Regions from separate parts of the Cricetulus griseus genome. Here region 1 is linked to region 2. The links are chromatin contacts, called in public Hi-C maps. All regions are on one chromosome and are shown on one strand. The core of a region is the stretch at or near the end of the contact, and the rest is flanking DNA. Distances in the headings are between cores, read along the strand shown.

Evidence for each region. A called contact is a pair of places that touch in the nucleus more often than the background predicts.
Region 1: a contact with region 2 is called in a Hi-C map of the CHO-K1 cell line, with 3 times the contacts expected there. The contact joins the promoter of Nrip1 here to the enhancer-like site in region 2. A contact is called at or near these places in 2 of 8 Hi-C or Micro-C datasets (the CHO-K1 cell line and fibroblasts).

What each region holds. Positions count from the first base shown.
Region 1 is chr4:18,831,154-18,837,919 of CriGri-PICRH-1.0, reverse strand. It overlaps Nrip1 (nuclear receptor-interacting protein 1), which reads right to left and starts at 2,492. Exons shown (of 3, transcript XM_035444376.1): 1 at 2,363-2,492.
Region 2 is chr4:18,390,456-18,397,004 of CriGri-PICRH-1.0, reverse strand. No RefSeq gene overlaps it. Among named protein-coding and RNA genes, the nearest start is that of Usp25, 130 kb to the right of the region's middle. Within about 2 kb of position 3,759, at least 2 of the 6 cell types and tissues checked have open chromatin away from gene starts, as enhancers often do. A contact at or near this core is called in the CHO-K1 cell line, where this site is marked.

The sequences.
Region 1 (6,766 bases), core at 1,243-3,742, 440 kb before region 2:
GAATCTCTGAAAACAGAAAATCTTTTAGCAGTCACAGCCACCCCTAAAGCTCACGCTTAGAAGGCTCTGCCTTACATTTCTGAATTAATATCTTTTGGAGGCCAGCCCACTTGAGTTGATATGTCATAATTTTCTATTCTGAAGGTGGCGTGGATAATTTAAATTGGCCCTTGCTGTTTATGACTTAAGTAATTGTTCTTTTGGACAGCCTTTAGGAAGCCTCAACTTCTCAAATCATGTTTGGACCATGCAGCAACCATAAGGGACCTGGGGATGGATGTAAGCAAACTCCAGGAGCCATAAACTAACAAGCAGACTCTAGGTGGTGGTATAGGTTATTTTTTATCACAATGTTTTGCTCTTAAAACTGGAGGACCCAGAGCAGCCCTAGCCTCAGCCACAAACACTTCTCCACTGCTAACTCACAATATTTCCGGATAGCTCAATTAGAAAAGTACAAGTTTAACAAAGTTTGGAAAACACAGGTTCTCAAGCTTCTCATGGGTTTTAAACCTGATGTTCCACGGTCTCAAAGGCAGCACAGGGACTCTCATCTGTGTAAAGGCAGCCACCGAACTAACTGCCCTCCTTATTTACTTCTTACCTGTTTTCCTCAAGCTCCTCCTGTACTTTGCAGGCTAACTTTGCAAAGAAATCTCCCCACCGGAGTACAAAGTGGCCTGGAGTAAGTATCCAGTCCTAGACTAAGCAGTAGTGCCTGCTATGTTACTGCTTCTCCTTTGTCTATAGGAACTAAGTAAGACCAAGCCTAGAAAGTTCCTATTGGTGTTGAAGCCAGGCTCCCTGAGTCAATTAAACCCTATGGTCATTACCAAACTGCTGGGCAAAACCAGGGCAACTAAGTCACTTGGAAGTAAAAGGACATTTCAACACACCCAGGCAGCAGCCACATTTAGGGGCCATGCGCATGAAGCACTGTTTGCTTAAAAAGTAGACTTACTTCACTGTCTCTTAGACAAAGGTGGCAAACTGGTGACTGAACATTGAATAACAGCATCGGGAAGGTGCCGCCCACTTGGTAAAACCTATGATTCACTAATAAGCAGGTTCAATGTAATTCATAACTTTAAAGAATGAATTCCTGAAGCCCCTTGCTTTACAAAACCCAGGAAATACGAAGACTATACATCATTTACGCATGTATAGGTGTGTACACAGACACAGACAGGCAGGCACACCGATCTTGTTTTACTTTGAGACAGTCTCTCTCTTCCTCTAAAACACGGTTTTCCCTCAGTGTCACAATCATTTACATTAGCAGACAAACTCAAGCCTGATGTCACAAAAATGAGTTAAAAGTTCTTGCACCTAAGAACGTAGGGACTTTACCACCAACTAAAATGACACACTAATTTTTAAAAAGTATCTTAACATAAAATTACCTAACGTTCTGTTCTTCGTTTACGACCGCCAGAATCCAATTAAATTACTGACATGATGGAAGGTAGAAACTCCTGGAATGCCTCAGAGATCAACATGTGTCAGGCTCACCGCCTGTCCGCCTTTTAAACACAGTGGATTCCTTTGTTCCTTCAGTCTGAACATCAACTCCTGATTAAAATTTGGAAACTACTTTGGGAAGGATGGGGGTGGGGGTCCGGAGAGTGTTGCCACGGACGAGGGTTTCCTCAAACCGGAGTAAGGAGGAGAGTGGCACAAGAGAGAAGAGCGTCTCCGAGGACTTCAGCAGGCTCACACTAAACGCAAAGCCCGCTCTCGGATGCTGGGGAAAAACTAGGCTGAGGCCTCCGGTGCAAGGAGCCTCGCCCTCCCTCGGCAGGCGGGGACCTGGTGCCCAGCAGGCCGGGCCTGGGGCTCAGCGCTGTCCCTGTCCGAGTCACTTTTCCCTGCCGGGAATCGGCGAGCACCGCGCAGGGAGGCACCAACTAAAGGCGGGGAGCAGCGCGGGCGCCACCGCGGGCACCGCTGGGCGGCAGGACCGAGCGGCGCAGCAGCCAGCGCCCGGGGCTCGGGGCCAACAGGAGCAGCCGAGCGGGCTCGACCCGGGCCCCGCCACCCGGCCACCCGCGTGGGTCCCGGCTCAGCACACCCAGGGAGGCTGCGCCCCTCGCGCCACGGCTGGCACGGACGATCCCACGGCTGGGAACTCTACAACTTGGCGGCCGCGTCGGCGCGGGGGGGGGGGGCGGCCGCGAGTTCCCGGGGAGACCCGGAGCCGGGCGCGGCGGCAAGCTGTCCCCGGGATCCGTGTGGCCGGCGTCCCCCGTGGGCCTCCCCGGCCTCCGCCGCCTCCCCGGGCCGGTCACCCAGGCCGTGCCCGGGTGGCTCGGCGTCCGCTCTGCCAGCTCTGCACCGAGCCCGGGCCGCGATCGCCACTCACCGAGGCCGCCTCGGCTCCGGGCCGCCGATCCGCGTCGCTCCCTCCTTCCCGGGTGAGCCGTGCCCTGCGGCCGCGCGAGGCCACGGGCGGTGCGCACGGGCGGGCTGGGGCCGGCTCGTCCTCCGCCTGCACCGCGATCGCCGTCGCCTCCCGAGTTCGGGGCTCTGCTGCAATGTCTGCGAGGCTGACTTTGAGCGCCTCGCTCGCCGCCCGCCCGCCGCAGCCGCGCTCCTCCCTCCGCCGCCGAGTTCGCGGCGGCCGGGTCCCTCCCCTCGCTGCTCCACGCCATTCAGCTCTTCAGCCAAGTTTCTTAACCCTTTTCTGCCCCTCCCTCCCATTGTCACCCGGGTTGATCGCGTACCCGGCGGCTCGCTGGAGCTGGGGAGCCTATCCGGCTCCTGCAGGCCTCCTCTCCGGTGCTCCGGGTGGGAGACCCGGGGCTGCGCGGCCTTGAAGGTAGAGAGAGGACACAGTTCGACCGGGAAAGGGGGGTGCCTTGCTCTCCGAGCAGGAGCCCTGGCTTTCCGGCCCCGTCCAGCCGCCTGGACAGATTGTCCCTAGGGACCAGGTGATCGTCCATGTCACCCAGGCTTGGGCAAGCGTTGTGAGCACCGCAGAGGAATAAAGACACCCTGACCCTTCCCTGGGGTCTCCACCTAGGGGCTGGCACCTTAAGGGTCTCCCTTCCTCCCATTTCACCCACAGCACGCGTTCTCTTGACTGCCTTTTACCCACCCTAATTTCCACCTCCTAGAAATCTGTGTCCCGCTTAAAATCAGGAAGGACGGCGCTATAACTCTAGGTCATTTTGACCCCATGCCCACAGCACCTAGTAGGACCCAGTAATTAATGTGGCGTGATTCCAAGCGGAAAACTGGGAAGGAGACCTGAGGAGTGCCCAGCTCAGCTCCCTAGACGGACGCAGGACCCAGGAACCGGGTTTATCTTCAGCTGCTTTGTCACTGCGAAGTCTCCAGCAGGGTCTGTCGGGCCATCTGCACCACCCCCAGGAAGGATCTGACCCAACAGGACTAGGAGATGGGCTGTCACCTCTTTAAGCAGCTGTGCTCGGTTCAGAGTCTCAATAAATAACAATTACATCACGAAGCCAGGGTGGCAGTACAGTGAAACCTGGGTTTCCTGCAGCCTTGTCTTGCTGAACCCGCCTCTAAATTTGAGGGGGGCTACAGATTGGTGAAGCGAAAAAGTGGAGGGAGGAGAGAATAATAAGAAACCATGATCTCGCCCTCTCGTGTTTTCCGCTTTAAAATCCTCTCCTCGCGAACATTACTTGTGAAGACTCCTTCTGACGCCCCTCCCCACCCAGATGTCACGTTTCCTTTTCACTTTAGTATCTCTCCATGAAAAGAATTACCAGCGGAAAAAGAGTGGTTGTAAAAGTTGGTTTTATTTGACATAAAAAAAAAAACAAAAAACTGAAGTACATTTTCACTTCACCCTGAACTGTAAAGTGGTATGGCTGCGTTAAAATACTCACTGGATAAGACAAATTTGTGGATGAAGGTATCTACTGTCATGCATTTTTGGTAGCATTTGGAAACAGTTACTGATGCACATAGAAACCAAAGATGACCTAAGTGATCAAACTGTATTCTTTACTGTTATGTAATAGTTATACAGCCGGCTATTTTTCAAATGAGCAAGGTCTAGAGTGCCTTCCCAATCTTGAAAGCGAAAGCAGTTTTTCAAATTAATTCTTAATAAAGCGATATCCTAGCACAGTCCTGAACCCATGTCAGGAATATTTTGGCTAGTGGTGATGGTACATTTTAAGATACATATTATCTCTCCCAGTGAGTCACCTGTGCAATCTGTTGTCATCTAATGTAGTGTAAATCTCATGTAACAGAGTAGTATTTGTGTATGCCACAGTTCAAAATCTGCTCAAAGCACGTTAGTAAAAGCATCATTTATCTCGGATTGACAAAAAGCAAATAACTGCAATTAAATGAACAGCATAATTGGAGCTTGGCTCCTTTGGAAAAATATTTTTAAATATTGCACAGGGACTTTCTAAAATGTACTAGAAATGTGTCCTTTTTCTTAAGCAGTTTATTGGGCTTTATTTGGCATTTTATAGAAAATTCAATGTCAGTCTCATTAAAAAGCATCATTGTGGTAGATTGTAGTGGATTTGTCGAATGATTTTAGTTAGCCATGGTGGTACTTGACTGTAACTGGAAGGCTGAGAAAGGAAGAGGGACATTGGAGACCAGCCAGGACTTTTCAGCAAGTTCAAGGACTAAGTCCCAAAATGAGAAACCAGTTTGTAAAACTAAGTGCTAGGTATGAAGCAAAGAGTAATTGCACTTGATTAGTGTGTGCAAAGCCTCTGCATCTCTCTCTCTCTCTCTCTCTCTCTCTCTCTCTCTCTCTCTCTCTCTCTCTCTCTGTCACACACACACACACACACACACACACACACACACACACAAAATTCTGAGTTTGCATTTTATTTCAAGCCTCTGTTACCAAGAGACAAACGTTTTCTTCTCTTTTGATTGGCAGTTTCTTCTCTGGAACAGACTAAGAATCCAGATGCCCTGTCACAATTACTGTAAAGTTAAACTAAGTAATAGATTCCATGTAATTGAGTGATGCTCTCACCAAGGAGTAAGGTGCAGGTATCACAGTGACAGACCTGAGGACAGATATCTGAAGCACTCAAATGCCACTCTGGAAAGCATATTCTCACTTCTTAACCAGGTTTTGAATCACTGACACTGCCCAGCAAGCCAAGTCTTGTCCTGCTTGTCCAATATCAGTGCTGAAACTACAACAGCTATATGTTAGATAGTGTACCAAAGCTGCTCACCCCCTCCTAATGTAATAATTAAAATCCTGGACTTTTTGGATAATACATTTGTGTAAAATTAATTGCATACCTCATGTGGAATTCATCTTAATGTACCGTGTGAAGACCATTTTGTGTTTGTTCTTTCTTTAAACAAAATGCCAGTGCTGGGTCAGTAAGATGGCTCAAGGATAAAGTCACTCACTGCACAAGGCTGGCTATCTGAGTTTGCTCCTTGGAACACACTTCATAAAGTTGTCCTCTGATCTCCACAATTGTGCATGGCACATACTTACACACACACCAAACACACTCAATGACATTTTCCTCTGCTCTCAGGGATTGAGTCTCATACATGCTGGCTGGTCAATGTCCCTCCAATTAAGTGACATCTCCTAGTGGTGATACAATAATTGTAAATTTTTTAGAAAGCAATATCTAAATTTCCAGGCTAAGAGGATCATTGCATGGGTGTTGTGGTATATGTAAGATACAATTGTCTCTTGAGTAGTTTGTATTTGAAAGTCAGTTCTTGTTTGAAGCATGTATGATGTAAAAAGATGCTATTCAGTTATACAGATGTATTATAAAATGTTTGTCACTCCTCTGGAGTTCAATATTTTAGCTTATTTCTTATAAATACCTACAAGTAGTCTGAGGAGCATCTGATGTGTTCTCTACATCTCTCATGTCCAGCATCCTTCAAGCCAATTTTGTTTTTATAACCGTTCACTTATCAGCATTCCCTTCGAGAATGAACGTGTGCAGGCGTAAGGTCTAAGCCCCCTATTGCTCACACTGAGCTACCTCCAACACTTACCCTTATGGTTAGCAAATAGTAGGCATTCACTAGATGTTGGCCAAGTCACTGTCATGCCCTTGAAGACAGAGTGTTTATTTCTATCTGAGGTACGGATAGTGAGGCCAGGGAGTCCAGAAAACATTTTACAGGGAAAACGATGCTTCAGCTGGCTGGTGAAAGGTTGGAAGAATTTGCTAAGTAGGCAGAATGAGAGAGGACTGCTCAGGAAGGAAATAAACTGTTAACGGTAGGAAGTTATGAGAGAATAGAAATGTCCATTGAGAGAAGACCTGTACACATGCTGTGTGCTATATGTATCCGTGTCACTGATCACATACAAATGGACCCACTAGTGGAGTTATGCGAGCAGTTTGCCTCTTGAACAGGCTTGGCCAGCAAAAACACTGAGTGACTCACAACAGTGACTTTCATGTGAGATTTAAAATGTTCAGTAGCTACATCTCACAGGTACAAAGAAATGCTGTTCACTTGAATCTTATTCTCTAATTAATTAATTAATTCAACATATTCAAAATGTTTGAATGGGTATACCACAAAAATTAGATAGTTTTTTTTTTTTAAGCAGGATATTGTTATGTAGTGCTGGCTGGCCTGGAACTCATGATAAGGTTATAGGTGTGCACCACTGCGCCCAGCTCTTTTATTCTTTTGAACACTAGGTCCCCAAAATGCAGTGCCTTTTCAACTCCCAACACTCCACAGTTTTAGGGCCTTTTCGTGCTCAGCAGATATGGGTCTGTGGCCACCTACTGCCCTATTGAATCCT
Region 2 (6,549 bases), core at 2,510-5,009:
GTTCATGGGGTCAATTTAAAGCGTATATTTGCTGTCATGGTTACTTGTAAATACCCATAGTGGGAAATGGAAATGTTAGCATCTGTTGGTGTTTTATAATAAAACTTGCTGCGTGTCTTGGAGTTGTAAGGAGTATGGAAACTTGGTGCGTGGTGTGTGAAGAGTATGGAATGAATGTAGGAGGAAACACGAAGGAATGGAAGCTCATTACAAATACAACATTTTCATGGCCGCTGTCTGAGGCTGCTCAGTTGTAGGGAGATTCTGAGCCTCTAAGGGGAAGGACTCAGTAGCAAATAGTTATCTACATAGATCCCCAGGACACTGGTTGGTACATCTGGTACCTAACTGAGGTCATGCACTCTTAGGTTACCTCTGAGAGAAGTGGACCTTGTCCAGAGGGATGCTGCATGTCATTGGCTAGACACAGAGAGGAGACAGGGAGAATTGGATTTGGATTGCAACAGCTGTATGCTCTCTCTGAAAGTGAGTGACGAACACCACAGGTAAGTGTAAAAGTGACTTTGACTGACTGTGAGGGAATGAAGAAGATGATAACTAGTAGCAATTTCAGTATCAAACACCCCAAGTCCCAACTAGGTAATCTTGTAATTACCAATCCCATCAAGATATTCGATTTCCTCAAAAAGGGGTAGCATACACTAAAGCTAGAAAATTATAGTATAGATACTAAAAATTTAAATGTATGTCAGCCTATAAAAATGAACTATTAGTAAATGACCAGAGGGTAAGAACTGAATATTTAAATGCTTCAATAATTAAATATTTATCACTTTTAATTTATTAAATGTACTAAGGAATATAAAATATGTCCCATATACCTATAATATAGCATGAGGTGTAGGTATAAATGTTGATTTTGGAAAGTTCCATCAAGTTAGTTGATTAGCTACTTAAATTGTTTCTGATCCTTAAGTTTTCTGTTCCACATAATATAACATTTACAAATTTTAGAAACTGCAGTGTTTGCTAAACAATTGCTGTGCCTTCCCCGAGGGTGGTGTGGGGCCTATAGTATATCTCAAAGCAGAGCTTAAAAGGTGGTGGGATAGCTGATGGGCTCCAAATAGGCTCCAGAAAACACCCTAATTTTGAGATTAGCTAGTGATACCTTGTCAGAAGACAACATGTAAGGATGCCTGTGGAACCTAATCAGGGCAACACAGCAACAAAAAGAACAAAAAACAAAGTGGTCATCACAAAGTAAGGACCAGGGATTCTTCCTGTCCTCATGGAATAAGATATAAATTAATCTTTATCCAGCTTGTTCCATGAATGGATAGATGGGCATGTGGGTGGGTGGATGGATGAATGAGTGCATGGAAGGATGGATGGATGGATGGATGGATGGATGGATGGATGGATAGGTGGGTGAGTGGGTGGATGGAGGATTGATGACTAGATGGATGGATGCATAGATGGAAACATTCCAACAATGAAACTGGATATCTTCCTAGTCAGATGACTCAGAACTCAGATATAGGTTTGATACAAAAACAACAAAAAGACTCTAGCATTTTCCTATTCTGAGGTATCCCAGCAGATGTTCGCACTCCCTGCATATTTTGTAGGTTGCAGGCATTCCGTATATTTGTTTCCTTTTATTCATCTTCTATTTTCTAAAAGTTGTGGCATTCCTGCAGAGAAGCACGCTTCAGAAGTCCTGACCTGTTAAAGAGCTCTCCAAATGCTAGCAGGATGTCAGCAGTTTACTTTTCTAAATCTGTTACCAAGTATTAACTTTTACATATTATTATTCCCAGCATGATTATGATAATGTGTGTTTCCTGTTACTATGTCTTATGATGCTTTCTGCCTTGAAAAGCTTTTACCACTCCATCTCTATAGCTCTAAATCCACAGCCAAGGACATTTGCCAAGCTACTTTTTATCATTTTGCCAAACTTTCACTTTTTATTCTTCTGAGAGCTTTTCCAGTCACATTGCCTTTTAAATTTCTCTATATAGAATTGTTATATTTTTCTCTGAACTTCCTTGAGTCCGGTTTTCAAAAGTTTATATGGCATGAATATATTTTGTGATGTTACATTTCTTAGCACAATGGAATTTACAAAAGAAAGCCTTCTTGTAAAATTCTGATTGTTTCTACCAGAATTTAAGCATGAAAGATGGTACAATAAAATGACTGACTTTAAAATCCTGGTTTTTCTACTTAATTGAGGCTATGACTTCACTTCTTCAAATATGAGTCTACATGTATACACTGAGAACAAAAATATCTGCTCTACAACGTTTGAGAAGGGAATGATAGTGTACATATTCATACATGCACACATATACACTGTATGCATATTACATGCATATAAGTATGTAGACACATATACCATCTTTCAATTCTCACCATTTATGTTTTGTTTTGATTTGGTTTGGTTTTCCGAGACAGGGTTTCTCTGTGGCTTTGGAGGCTGTCCTGGAACTAGCTCTTGTACACCAGGCTGGTCTCAAACTCACAGAGATCTGACTGCCTCTGCCTTCTGAGTGCTGGGATTAAAGGCGTGCGCCACCATGGCCCGGCTCCCAATTCTCACCATTTATAAAGCAGGTATTATTACTCCAGATGGAGTGTAGGCATGTTATCCTCAAAATATTTTAAGCCAAATTATTTTCAGAAAATGGTAAAAGCAGCAAGGTCCCACTCAGGGCCTTCCTCTGTCCTTCTCCCTGAGCTAGGATGTTAAGCTGGGGAAAGAGTGTCTGACTTTCCCCTCAAGCAGGTGATAGGATCACCCTGCAAGAGGCACCCTTCCTACAGCCAGAAGAAATACGCTGATCTTCAAAACTACCAGGCCACAGAAAAGGCTTATAAAGAACACGTTTGCTAAACTTCCCCAGGTCGCTGCCTCTAAACCACCATGCTCTTCTTATGGCCTACTCTCTCCTCTTTTCCCAGATCTACTCCTTCACCAGACTTCCCACTAACAAGTACACAGGTCCAGCACCATGCTGGTGCATGCCTTTAATCCTAAGCACTTGGAAGGCAACATGGAGGCAGATCTCTGTGAGTTTGAGGCCAGCCTGGTCTACATAGTAAGTTCCAGGGAAGCCAGAGCTACACAGGGAGACCCTGTTTCAAAACAAACAAAAAAGGTATACACAGGTCAATGCATTTTAGGCGTGTCCGTTTTAGGGTTGGGGGTATCTTCATTTTCTTACTAAGCTTGATACGTAGCATAACACAGAATGTAGCTATACATATGCTCATCTACACACTATCTTTAACTTATATGAACTGTTAAACACACAATTGCATCATTCCTTCTGTTCTAATCTGCGAAGGGAGTGAAATGACAAAATAGGAAGTTCTTCAAATATAAGGGTTCAGTTCACTAGGAACTTGTGGCCATCAGCCTTGGAGACCTGCCCCGTCTTCCCGTCTGCCTTTAGCCTTCTTCCTTTGAACTCCCATGGAAGACCACTGGAGTAGTTAGTTCAAAGTGCATTTGCGAAGCTGCAGACATTTGCGTCGGCCTCTTCCATGACCTTAGCAATCTATCGCCACAGGAGCAAAGTCCTCTCCACAGACACTGGCACACCTTTGAAAAATCACACGAGTTTATTTTATATATCCAGCTTGACTGTTTCCTTTGTCATTCCAATCTCATGCTTGAGTGTGGCTTTTCAGATTTTTGTTTTCTTTTTCCAAAGAGGAGAGAGTCCTCTAGTGGCTGGAGTTGGTTTCTGTTTTGCCGCCCTCAGAAGAGACAAGTCTGTGGAGGGAGGCCTTTTAATTCTTGAGAGCTGATGATCTGGGAGGAGAGAGGGATGATCTGTAACAGTAAAAGACACAGGGAAATATGACACGGTGGCTCCCATCCAAGACATCTCGTTCCTACGCTGGCAGCAGTCGGGGCGTTTTATGAAGCCTTAGAGACTTGTTAGAGTCTAACCACTGATCTATCAAGATCTTTCTGATTATCATTAATGATTTCTTGTTAGCTCAGCTCATTTCTCATCTATCCACACAGCGTTCGGACGATGCAGGTTCCTCCCCGCCACAGCCAGATCCACACACAGCATCCCATGCGGAAGTCTAAGCAGTAGGAGCTGGTGTAGAAAGAGCCAGTTAGCATTATGTTTGTGTTAAAAGGGAAAGAGTCAAGAAACATACATTTGCATTTCTGGTTTTCGGATGTCTCTCTCATTAGGCTGAGAGAGGAGGGTCATGGGGTCATTTTTTCCTCTCTTTAATTCTAATGAAGCAGCTGGAGAGATCAGAAAACCATTGTGCATAATCAAAACCAATTAAAGGGAGAATACTAGCAACCTGCAATTATCCATATTTTTTTTAAAAAAATGATGCCAGAGATTTAATTGGATAAATAAAAGTCTGTCTATGTTTCAGTAACAATTTGACCAGTGACTCCACTGTAGACATTTTTCCAAAGTAGCTAAGGTGTCTATCTGGGGACTCTTGCCCGGTTAAACGTGAGCATGTGCATCTGACCCCATGACCAAATGGAAGGCTTTACAAGTGGGGAAGAGCCCTGAATCCTAGGGTAAGTGCCCCAAGTGACATTACAAAGTGGAAAATAAAATTTGCTTGTGCTCTCGGGGCCTTTGTGAAGCAACTGAGCTATTCCAAGTACCCTAGAAAGAAAGCAACTAAGCGTCATGAATGAGAATTATCACTTATCTAAACACCGCAGCCATTGCTTATGGGGCATTGTTTGGGCGCTATGGTGATGAATCGTTTGCAAATCAAAATGTTGCAACATGTACTGCCTTTCAATACAACTAGGCAACACAATGGTGGATCATGTTCCACTGCAAACTACTGGTCCCTGGGCAGTCTACAGAACAAAATGTTTCTGTGCTACCACGTATTATGTTTTTCTGGAATTCTCGTGTTTCTCCAGTTCACATTGAATGAATAAGAAGGCAGAAAAGGAAAAATCAGGGACAAAAAAAGCACAAGTTTTCCTTTCCTAAAGCATGGGTGTTTTTGTTTTTCATTAAGGAAGCCACTATCCTTGAGATGCAGCCTTCCCTCACGGAGATGAGTGGCCCAGGACTGTAATCTGAGCTCTTAGGTAGCTGAGACAGGAGGATCCCAAGTTTAAGGTCTGCTTGGGCTGCAGAGATAGCTCTCTCCCATGTCAGAAAAGGGAAGACATTAAACAACTCTTTGCAATGGAGATTGTACAGACTTAAACCTGTCTAACAAGGTGAACTAAAAATACCTTTGTCCTTTGTTTTCCATACTTTTCCTGGTCATTTTGCCATATTTCTTTCTCCTACCCCAAAAGTCCAATTCTGCCCATCCTTTAAGTCCTGTGTCTATGACCACTCCTGCATGCAACTGTGACACAGGCATTGATGCCATGATAAACTCCTTCAGCTGGAGTGATGACTCGGTGGTTATGAGCACTGACTGCCCTTCCACAGGACCCAGGTCCAGGTGCTAGAAGCTCACAAACATCTGTAGCCCCAATTCCAGCCAGTTGGACACACTCTTCTCACTTCCACAAGGTCCTGCAAACCTGTGGTGCACATAGACTCAGTCAGACACACATACCAGAAAATAAGTAATTGTTTCAAATGAATAAACTTTTAGTTTAGTATAGTTTAGTTTAGGTCATGTTAGGTTAGTTTTGCTTCTTATTTCTCTAATGTCAGTTTATGTCTTGCTCCTGTTTTGAGATAGGGACCGTTGCATCCCACTCTGGCTCTAGGTTGTTCTGTGGCCAAAGCAGATCTTGAACTTCTGATATTTCTGTCATTGCCTTGTCTTTAAGTGCTGCATTACAAGTGTGTACCATCTTGTCCAGTTTATGTAGTTCTGGGGAAACAAGCCCAGGGCTCCTTAAACACTAGGCCCACAAACTACCATGTATGCTACATCTCCACCTCTGGTCTTGGCCAGTCTAATTTACAAGGTGGACATCAATTGAGATCAAGCTACTCTAAGTTAGTCCACATTGTGTAAAAAGAATAATTTTTCAGGCTGTTCTTTTCCCTAAGAGACTTCATTTTACAAGAAGTTTTTACTTCATTTTAAGGAAAAATAATGACAAGAGTGTGGGTGGGCCCAGTAACTGTAGCACTGTCCATCTGGAGAAGACTGATAAATGACTTGCTCCTGGGAATAGAAAAGAACTACCCTGTAAGTCTATCAAGGTGAAGTGAGACTGCAGGGCACATGGGTTTATGAAAATGATATCAGAGAAACCAGGCCCAAGAACTTATCAGACATGCTAAACCAAAGGAAGGATGTATCTCTTTTATTTAGACCACCAAGAGTAATGGACACCTAATGCTGTGATGCCATTGCCCCAACATTTGCTTATCATCTGATACCTAGGGTGTGTGCCTTCATAGGGTTGTGTGTGTGTGTGTGAGAGAGAGAGAGAGAGAGAGAGAGAGAGAGAGAGAGAGAGAACTAAAGAGCAGAGGATTTCAACTATCCCTGTAGCTTCAGCTCAGCTATCTCCAACAGTTGGTGTGGCCTACTCTATCTGCCTGATGGCCAACTGTATTCATCTGGACCTGTGCCCTGTTCTCAGGCCCT